2 separate regions of the Drosophila melanogaster genome follow, and region 2 is linked to region 1. A link is a contact called in public HiChIP or PLAC-seq data. All regions are on one chromosome and are shown on one strand. The core of a region is the stretch at or near the end of the contact, and the rest is flanking DNA. Distances in the headings are between cores, read along the strand shown.

Region 1 (5,291 bases), core at 748-3,247:
TGTCTGTTCAACGAGTCCTTCCCCATGTGCCACGCCCCTTTGGGCAGTCACCTGCTGACAGCAGCCTGTGTGCAGCGGGAATCCTTTGCAGCATCAACGCATCGTTGACTTTAAATGGTCAGGAAAAAAGAGGATGGCAAAGGAAGGCAGGAAGGGTTCGCAAAAAGGGCGAAGAGGAAGAGCCAGGCGCCCAAAAGTGGATAACACGGTCGACACAATTTTTAGGGGCGATGGTTAGGGGACAATCGAGAGTGACAGATGTTGGAGGTATTTGCCGGCGGCTGAAGGAAAACACAGAAAAAGCGGAAAAGGTTTCACCAAAAACGAGTGAAAATACCAAGAAACAGAACACTTAAATTTAAAGATTTAGACGCAGAATAAACTAGATGCATTTTTCTTGCAAAATCAATCATACATATTTAATATTATTAATATTATTTCAAAAAGGGGCTAGAGCTTTTTTGAAAATATTTGCGAAGAGTGTCATCGCCACGCCTATTTTTCTAAGCCCATCGCCTGTGTCCATACATATAACTCTTGTTCTCCGCCCAGTTTCCCAACGATTTTCCACCTACTTTTTGTCCATTTTCCCCGCTCATCTGCATGCACAAATGCAATTTCACATGCATTCGAAATTTCATTTATTCGTTTTCGCTTTTACCGCTGGTAATGCGCTCCAGGTGATGGATGCCAATTTACCCAAACCCCCCTGAAAATTCCACCCTGGGATTTCCCCATTTTTTATGTTTTCTAGGGCTGCAGATGCTCAAAATGCATGTGCATGCAAAACAAAAAATGAAATTAAATTAAGCTACTTAATATTGTTCTGAACCAGAACGTATTAAGAAATATTTTTGGATATATATTAATGTTGATATAATGGTAAGAGATGTAATTTTTATTTTTCTACAGCCCTGATTTTTCGATACTGCTGCAATGTTCTTGTTTTTATTCTCGATTTTCCGGTGTTGCCTACACTCGCAGAAAAAGTTGTGGAGGAGGGGTGGGGGGTGTGTGTTTCGGACCCTTCTATACGTATTATGAAGTAAACATTCCAATCGTTTATACAACTGTTGCCAATCTGAGTCGCGTTGCCAATGACATTTCCGCCTAAGGCAAAATGAAGCCCTCCGCCCCCCTCCCTCTTTTTTCATGGCCCCACCCAACACTCCACCCTTCCCCCGCCGCCCATTTCCCCCCGAGGGATCGCTTCAATCACAAAAGCAAAGCAATTTTTTATCGCATGTCGTTGCGCGATTTTTGTCGTTTCTTGTTTTGATTTACTTTCAGTTTTCGTTTACATTCCATTTTCGGCATATTTTTGTTGCAAATTCAGATAAGTCTGCCTGTGAAAACTAAATCACGATTAAATCTTTGTATTTCTTGATCAACCGTTGTAATATATGTATATATTTTTTCATAAAAACCGAAAATTTCCTTAAATAAAATGCTGTACCATAAAAACTCGGCTCGCGTGTAATATCCACTGGAAAATTGCCTATGAAAATAGTCCAAGCTTTGTTCTGCTCTATCGCTGTTAGCAGTCTCCGTATTTTTTTTTTTTACTGTCCCCAGAATCTTTTTCTTGTTTCTTATTACGTTGGCAATTTGGCAATTGCATTGGCAGGACAAAAGGATTCGGTGCAAGGATTGTTTGCTCACTTCGTTGTCAGCGATTTGCATATCGTTGTTTTGTTATTGCGCTTTTTGTTCTTATTTCTCGACTTCATATTGCTGCCATTGTTTGGATTCTTGTTTTACTTCAAACACTGCAAACATTTTGGGGTTCCTCGATATCACGCGACTTTCAAGGGAATAGATTCGTAGTAGCACCATTGATAGTCCTTTCAATCAAAGTTGTTTTCCAGTGTAGTTTTGCACAGTCATTGTTGTTGCTGTCCATGCAGCAAACAGTTTTATTGCTGGCCCCCATTTACGCTGTGGTCTCTTCTTGCTCTCCCATACGTCTCTCTCTCTCTCTCTCTCCCACTCCCTCCGTGAGCGAGCGGCTATCTCTTTCTTATGGAGCCGCATAGCGGCTCTCTCTTTCTTTCCGCCTCATCTCCTTTTGTCTCATCATTTCCGCATTCGACAGTCGACGTGACTCAAAAATGTTTGAGGAGGGAACTCTGCTGTTGCCAAAATTGTATTGCATAATATGCCTTGACATCAGCACAAACACAAGCTCGGTATTGTGGGAAGAGGTAGAGTTTGGTGAGGGGAGCAGCGGTGTGTAAGGGGTGATTTTCCAGGGAAACCCCTTGCTGACTGCTGCACTTCCGCTTGCAACGTTTTACACTTCAATTATCTTCAATTTTGTCGGGCGAATGTCTCAAGAACAATGGTCCTGCTGATTGGAATTCTTTAACTCGCTGCATGTGCTCGGGGGGAAACCCTTGCCGCTTTTCCGAGGATTTTCCGGGGTGTCTGCGGGTGCGACCGGTGCAAGACAGTTACGAAATGCGACAACATTGTTGCCCTTTGAAGTAAGCCAGACTTTCCCCAACATTTGCCCGCCGCCTCAAGTGAAAATGGGGAGAATCGAACTGACGCAATGGCGTCTTGCTGATGGCATTCACTTTATTTTCGATCTCACATCGTTTTTATCTTTCCCCTTTTCTCCCCATTGCATTTTGTGTTGCAATTGTGTGCGAATTTGTTGCAATTTGATTTTCTATTATCGAATAATTTGTGGAAATTTTTGCGTAGAAAGGAGCAACTGGAAAATAAATTGGTTTACAGCGAATTTGCAGGTTTTACGTTGATAAAATATACCCATTGTAGCCCTTCGCTTTTCATATTGCCGCTCATAGAAGCATAAACCTAAGATAATGGTAATCCACAATAACCAACTTATATTATTGCAATAGAAAATTGTTAAATTTGAATATGTTGCATATTTTCCGCGCATTCATTTTGATTGACCCGAAATTCACTGCCAACGTTGGGTTTTCGAAAAACATTGTTAATTTGGCCTGTTACGACTGGAATTCCGCTCCTGCCAACGTCATTAAAATGCCAAGTCAAAAGTGATTTCGCTGGGCGCATGGAAATTGGAATGGGAGTGGCACTGGGGCAAACAAAGCAGAACCAAGCAATGAAATCTCTGCAGCAAACAAAATCAACAAGAATACAAAAAAAAAAAAATAAACGAGGAGTCAGGACCAGTGGGATCAAAACGAAAGAAAAAAAAAAGAACGAAACCAAGAGGCCGCCCGTGGAAATTGACAAAAGCAAACGAAATCAAAAAGCAAGAGACAATGGGCAACAGTATTGCATATTGATTGCGAACGGCAGCAGACCTGAAACTACCCCTTTTCGCCATTCCCCCCCCCTTCAGCCACCACCTACCACACGCAACACACATACACAACCCAAACACACCCACACACACACTAACCCCCGGCAAATCAAATTGATTTGGAAATCCTTTTGGACAGAAGCGAGTGCAACAGGGAAAAGGAGTCGCAGAAATGGAGTTGCTGGGCTGTGATATACTGTAGAAGTGCAGGCAGGAGAACGCCGGAAAATTCCTATACTTGCAGACTTTTCTTTCGGTCCAAAAAATTGATAATTCAAATTTTATAAGCGTACATTGAAATCCCAAGATTATTTGCATATTAAGCATATATTTTACTAAATATTAACTTTGATTACCATTTTTACTAACCCTTCTTAATTGACATCTATTCATATTTGATTCGTTTATACATATGGTGATAGCGAAAGTGCAGAAAGCGCAATAGTTTTGTCCAGTGTATTACTAGGCATGGTTGGTCCATGCAATGTCATGTCCCTTGACAACTGGAAAAATGTCTAACCATTGTTGTTGCTGGCCACTCCGCTCCGCTGTGATGTGATTTTTGGGCATTGCAATTTTCTAAGCGGCTTAAAGGTGTTCATTCCGAGTCATTGACTCGTCAGCCTCCCCCCCCCTCCCCCTCCCCCACCGTTTCCACCAAAATCACCGACCTTATGCAATTTGTGTAGCTTAAAGCAAACAAAAAAAAAAAAAAAGGAAGTGGAAAACCCAACGTGAAAAGTCACCAGCGGCGGCAAAAGAGAGAGAGAGAGAGGTAAATAAATGGAGGTAGCCTGGTTTTTATGCGTTTTGAAGTGTACATATCACGATATTTATGTTTTTATGAAACACCGGATGTCAAGGGTCTTTAGACCTAATGAAATTGAAAAGTTATTAGTTGTAGCGTTCTAAATCTAGCCAAATAAAAGTTATAACTTTTTTTAATAAAGGTTATGCATTCAGAGTTTCCAGTTTATTGAAACAATTTCCCTTAAACATCACTTTCACAATGGGTAGCAATTTGTCGCCGTTTTTACGCAAATTTTTTTTTTTTTTTTTATTTATTGGCTTTGGTTTTTGCCCCTTTCCCAGCAGACCGCAAAAGTATATTTAAAATACTGTAGACAAGTGTAAAAAGTGGCAAAACGTTACGTGGTTGCATTCAATCGTTTTGTGGTTTGGTTTGTGTTATCCACTGCACCGCCCACATTGTGGTTTGACAATTTATGGAGCTGTCCATACATTTCGCAACAGTCCCAAAAAAAAAAAAATAAAAGCAGTAAATGTATGGATATGGGAAAAGGGTCGAGCCGGATTTCCATTGCGAAAAAGTAATTAGAATATCGTCTTCCAGGCCCATTTAATTTTGTGTCTTATATGTTTGTGTTTTAAATGTTGTGTTGAAAAGGCGACGAGGCGTATGTGCATTATTTCAATCGCAACACTCAAATTGCTTTCCATTTCCTTGGTTTTTTTTTTTTGTCTAACCAGTTATGCAGTCAGTCAAAACGTAACTTATAATTAGAAATACCCGCACCTCGGAATTTGAGTTTTAAGAAAATGCTTTTCAAATGACCCCCTCTTTGGAAAATTCTGACATTTGCGCTTTTAATTACTACTCTTTTTAATTAAAGCCAATTTCACAGACACACGTGGTATTTAATTTGCGCCTAAAAGCAGCAGCAGTTTGCATAAAGAAAATGTTGGCACACAGTATGGGAAAAACGCTAAGCCCGCTAATTAGTCAAAGGCGAAATTTGTTTGCAAATGTTTGTCGCAAATAGATAATTGCAGCTGTAGAAATTCGGGTGGGCGTCGAGTGTAAACGCTGTGGCAACTTATGCCACACACGTTCTCTAGGACACTGGCTTAATATGACATGTGGGCGGGTGTATTCCGCAAAAGTCCTGCCGCAGACACAGAAGCCGCAAGTCAGCAGCAGCAGCAGTAGCAACCAGAGAATGGAAGGAGAAAGGGGTAAGGACACCTT
Region 2 (5,291 bases), core at 1,448-3,947, 180 kb before region 1:
GTTACGATTTCATTAACATGAGATATGGCAACTGCCAAAGCGCTGGTCGCTCCGAAGCCTTGGGTTTTCTTTTTTTTTTTTTGGGTACAGGATTGGGGGTTTGTGGTTCGGTTCGGTTCGGTTCGGTTCGGTTCGGGGTCGGTTCGGTTCGGGGTCGTTCCGGGGGTCGTGTTGGGCTGGTTTATGGCTCAAGTGTTGGCTTGTCGTCGCCGCTTGTGTCGCACTGCGTTGTTAATTGCTACAAGGAGAGTGGTCGAAGGAGCGACAGAGACAGGTGGATGGAAAGCACTCGGAAAAATCATTGACCCACTTGGAAACATGGGATCTCACGTAAATAAATAATATTGCAAATCAAAGAGGTTGTGTTTTCTTATGTGCTTTGAAAGGGTAGCTGTCGTTGTTAAGAGGTTCCGCTGAGAGGTTCCTCCTGAAATATAATGTATATTTTTTCTGTTTGATGAAGTTATCTTTGGATGATTTCAAAAAAAGGCTTCCTTTATTTGTTTGAGTGCACGGATAGCAAAAAGAGCGGCAGCTCAGGGTCGCTTCATATGATTAGCAAATGTTTTGTTTTTCACTATGCACTAAAAACCAAAGGAAATGGGAAACGCACCAGCTACCAGCTGGTGGTTTTTGTGGATGGTGGCCGATGGGCGATGGGCGGCGGCATTTTGGGTGCTTTTCCGTCCGTGAACCCTAACCCCAAAATGGCTGGCAAGTTTTGTGTGAGCCTTTATGCGGTGGTGTCGGTGGTGGGAGGTTGCTTAATGTTGGGTGGCCACTGTAATTGCTGTTCTATGTGTGTTTCCCCTGTGTGTGTGTGTGTGTGTGTGTGTGTGTGTGACTGAGCGTGGGTGGGTGTTTTTGTGTCCCAGTGTGCGTGGCCAGTGCGGGAGAGTTGAATTTCTTGAATTAATAAAATGTCTTCATTATTTAAATTGCACGCACGACCACAGAGGCGGAAAACCCGAAACCCAAAACAACCCAACCACCACTCAAACATATGTGTGGAGTCGCCTGACGTGCATATATCTATCCCCCAATGCGACTGTGTGTGTAAGCGACTGAGTTAATTAGCAGCTGGGGAATTGTGAAATGTATTAATATTGTACATTTCGGTGGGTCCAAATAACGAATAGCCGACCAAAAGCCTTGCCAATAAACCACAACAAGCCGTGTCGCAACATTCCATTTCCCACTTCGACGGTCCTTTTGTGGTCACAATGTCGCAATGTTGCTATGGTATGGTGAAGTAGCGGTTCTTTAACTTATTAGAGCATAGATTTCTGATCATAAATATTTGGCATTCTTATGGGCATATCAATAAAAAAGATGTTACAATACTACCCCTAAAGATATGCTATATATATTGTCATTGTCATGTTACGATTTAAACGATAGTATCGATAAGCCGAAGAAAGATCACTCATAGATGGCGTGTTTGAATTTGAAGACAATATCAACAGGTGTGAGATTAAATTTCTGATTGGAAAACATGTTTAGTAATTTGATAGCATAATACGTTTTTAAAGTGTAACTAGTCTTATTAACCAGCTTTTCCTGGCAACAAAATGTGATACAGCTGTTAGCAACCATATGTTAACGTTGATAAAAAAAAAAACTTTTTACGAATGGCTTGACAAGTAAATGCAATAATCTGGTCCTACTCTTGCAATATATATATATATATATATATAGGGAATCCATTTTTCTAATATGGAACAACCAGGCAAGTATAATCTATACAAGCTGCGTGTTAGATGCCTTAGATCTACGAAAGTTATATTGCATATATGCATTTCACGATTATTTAAGGCCCCCGGTGACCTCGATGGCAGCCCCATTGACGTATGACGATTGCGGGGAGGCCAAAAAGGCAATGACCTCGGCGATCTCCTCCGGCTGACCCAATCGGCCCAAGGGGCATCGTTGTACCACCTCCTGCTTTACAGAATCGGGCACAACCGCTACCATGGGCGTGTCTATGTAGCCTGGCAGGATGCAGTTCACACGGATGCCAAACTTTCCGAACTCCTTGGAGGCCACCTCCGTGAAGGAGATCACGCCCGCCTTGGTGGCCGCATAGTTGGCCTGGCCCACGTTGTTCATCTTGGCCACGATGCTTGAGAGGTTCACAATGGTGCCGTTTTCCAGTTTCTGCTCGATCATGGCCTTGGCATAGGCCTGGGTAACCAGAAAGGTGCCCTTCAGATTGACCCCGTATACGTCATCGTAGTCCCGTTCGGGCATCTTGAGCAGATAACCATCTCGGGTTATTCCAGCCGAATTGACCACAATAGTGGGTGCCTGCTGGAATTTCTTTAGGGCCTCGGCCACCGAGAATTGAACACTCTGGGCAGAGGAAACGTCCACCTCCAGGGCGGCAGATCGCTCAGAGCCCAATTCCTGTACGGTTTCTTGGGCCGCCTTTAGATTGCGGTCAACGGCGATCACTTTGGCACCATCTCTGGCCAAAAGGCGGCAGGTGGCACGACCAATTCCTGATCCGGCACCTAAAAACTCCAGTTTAGAAGAGTCCCATATAAAGAGCAGATATCAAGAGAAAACAAACGAATACACACCTGTTACCAGGGCTACTTTTCCAGCTAGTACTCCCACTGACATGGCTCTAAAAATGACTTAGTAAACAGCAGTTTTCACTTGTTTTCTCCTCAACGGTCGTGCGACAACTATATAATCACTAAAATATATCGCCGGCCAACAGCTGTTCCAAAGCTGATTGGCTATGAACAAATGAAACATAAGTGAAGTGGTGGAAAGCTTTTTACCACACGATCGTTGTCAGAGCTTTTCGGTGGAACCATATGTTTATCAAGAAAAAAATGTAAGAGTCCAAAGATCACAAAAGCGCTTAAAAAAAAAATTGTGCTTTGTATATGAATTTTATGTTTGTTTGCCGAAACATAGTTTTAGGCTCGTTTAAAAAATACGTCTACGTCTCTGATGGCAACTAAATGGAAATTCATTTAATTTGTCATGTTTAAAAATATTAATATTTTCCATTCATTTTTGCTTTAAGGAAGGCTATTTGATAGCCAACAGTATTGAGTACGAGCAATACTCAATACTCAGCAATTGTTTTTAGCCCAGCGCCCAAAAGAGTGTACGTAAAAGTGTTGTATTTTCAAAATGTTTGTATTTATTTCCGGTCAATAATTTCACTGCAGTGGTATTAGGTAGTACTCCTCCAGCTGGGGAGTCAAGTTCGCACTCCGGACACCGCTATATCCAGCACTCCGGGCCAATCCAAATTGCCTTAGGAGCTTCTTGAGATATCTCTTGGGTATTTTTATCAGCTGTCTTCGGATTATCCGCTGCACCCTGTTCCATGGACGACTTCCGCCGCGGTGATCGTCCTCGGCATCCTCCAGCTGCTGATCCTGTTCTGGGTCATCCTCTTCCTCCACCAGATCACCGCCATATTCGTCCTTCTGCGTTTTGAATTTTGCCAACTGCTCAGCCAGCTGTTTTAGCTGCTTCTCGCTCAAACGACTGAGGTCAACGGGATCATTTTGAGCCCGCAACTGGAGTCTCGATCCACAGGCTTTGGCAGAAGCCTCCGGAATTGATGGTAACAAGATTGAAACCACGATCAGTACGATCATAAATCGCTGTCCAGCCATGTTTGTACTGAGCCCCGGGCTAAACAGCCGCTTAAATACCCGAAAATTGCCCCATCATTCGTCACGATCTGATCTCTTTGGTGATTTCGTCCCAAAAATGTGGGTCAAGTGCGTACTTTTCACAGACTTTTGTTTTTTCTTTGATTCTATGCCCATAAAGGAGATTGTACCAACTATTGTTTTTGCCTTTCTTTGCTTCTGAAGATCAACGATCATTGATCTTTGGTGCTTCATCGCTGTAACCTCCGATCTTTAGAGGGATGTTTTTTGAAAAATTGTATAAGCAATTAATATGAAGATGTAAATGAGCCTAAAGTAAATTGTGGGTAAGGTATGTACTCAGTTTCTTCAGTTTAATTCCTACCTTACTTGCTATTCGCAACTATATTTTAGCCCGTTCTTATTCTCTTATAATCTTATTATTTTGTTATACAATTTACTATTTTTATTATTAGTATTATTACCGCGCAAAGATAAAGTAAGAATGCAGTTTTGTTATTCTTGAAGGGCTTTATTTATCGTTTATCCTGCCGCAGGAAGTGTGGCAGTAGCAAGTTAGGCTACAATAAATTAGAAAAAAAAATTATCTTGCCGGAATGTGTCGGATCGTTGGATCCTGACCTTGAATCCTAGATCCTTAGACGGCGGTGATGCGATTGCGACGGTTCTTGTTGCGATTGCGACGATTCTTCTTGTTGCCGTTGCGCCTCCGGTTGTTCTTGTTGATTTTCTTGGCAGGCACTCGCTTGCGAACCACGCGACGCTTGGAGACGGGACGACTACCGGTATTGAGCATCACCTTCTGGCCGTTCTTGAAGTAGCGGCGGTAGCGGGGTGGGATGCGAACGCTGATCACCTGGCCGCGGCGGGCGCCTTTGCGTCGCAGACTGATATGGTTATTGCTTTGGGTGGCCTTGCCGCCTTCGACGGTGGCTCCGCCAGTTCCCTGGACCTCGTGCTCAGTGGTGACCACCTCGTATTCCTGGGCGCCAGCGGCCAGGGCGGCCTGCAGAGCCTGCTCGTCCATCAACTCGGCGGGGTAGGCCTGTGCGGGTTGGGCCAGCTCCTGGTCCTGTTCTTGGTCCTGATCCTGATCCTGTTCCTGATTCTGCTCCTGGTCGTCATCGTTGCTGCCATATCGGGCACCCTTGATAATCGTTTGCCGTGCGCTCGATGTCGTCGAGGTGGGTGTTGTGGGCGAAGTGGTAATGGTGCCAGTGGCCGAGGGAATGGTGCCTGTCGAGGTCACTGTCACCGTGGGCGAAGTGGGTGAGGCTCCTGTGCTAGTCCCGGTTCCGGCGCCGGTGATAATGATCGGAATCACGGGTTGATTGTTGCTGCTAAACAGGTTCTTGAAGGTTAGGAACTTTTTGAGAAACAGCCTGCCACTGGAGGGATCCTTGGCAGAGGTCGATGCACCAGCACTGGAAGCGGCCTGGCCCACCTTGGCATCCTGGTCGACTTGACGCGACTTCAGGGCCATCTTCTTCTCGGGTGCCGCTTGTGCGGCCAGAAGACAGCATGCCGAAAGGATAACGATGGCGTACAACTTCATGTTGGATAAATTTATAAACTCTTTTGGGTCTTCGGGAAACTACTCTGGTTAAAGAAGAGAACTTTTCGGATAGACCAAAATCGCTGCGATTT

Evidence for each region. HiChIP or PLAC-seq counts read pairs in DNA pulled down with a chosen protein or histone mark.
Region 2: a contact with region 1 is called in a CP190 HiChIP or PLAC-seq map of the Kc167 cell line, with 5 times the contacts expected there. The contact joins the promoter of CG3603 here to the enhancer-like site in region 1. A contact is called at or near these places in 12 of 107 Hi-C or Micro-C datasets (the Kc167 cell line, the OSC cell line, the S2 cell line and 6 more) and 1 of 6 datasets of contacts at active chromatin or transcription factors (the Kc167 cell line).

What each region holds. Positions count from the first base shown.
Region 1 is chrX:2,762,372-2,767,662 of dm6, reverse strand. All of the region lies in intron 2 of kirre (kin of irre), which reads right to left. Among named protein-coding and RNA genes, the nearest start is that of lncRNA:CR43494, 14 kb to the right of the region's middle. Within about 2 kb of position 1,997, at least 22 of the 39 cell types and tissues checked have an H3K27ac peak or open chromatin away from gene starts, as enhancers often do. A contact at or near this core is called in the Kc167 cell line, the OSC cell line, the S2 cell line and 5 more, where this site is marked.
Region 2 is chrX:2,945,440-2,950,730 of dm6, reverse strand. It overlaps CG3603, which reads right to left and starts at 2,697. Exons shown (of 2, transcript NM_001272270.1): 1 at 2,583-2,697; 2 at 1,611-2,513. The coding sequence starts at 2,625. The coding sequence ends at 1,807. All of the region lies in intron 3 of kirre (kin of irre), which reads right to left. It overlaps CG17959, which reads right to left and starts at 3,637. Exons shown (of 1, transcript NM_130689.2): 1 at 3,151-3,637. The coding sequence starts at 3,626. The coding sequence ends at 3,180. It overlaps CG14423, which reads right to left. Exons shown (of 1, transcript NM_130688.3): 1 at 4,142-5,291. The coding sequence starts at 5,199. The coding sequence ends at 4,282. It also overlaps rst.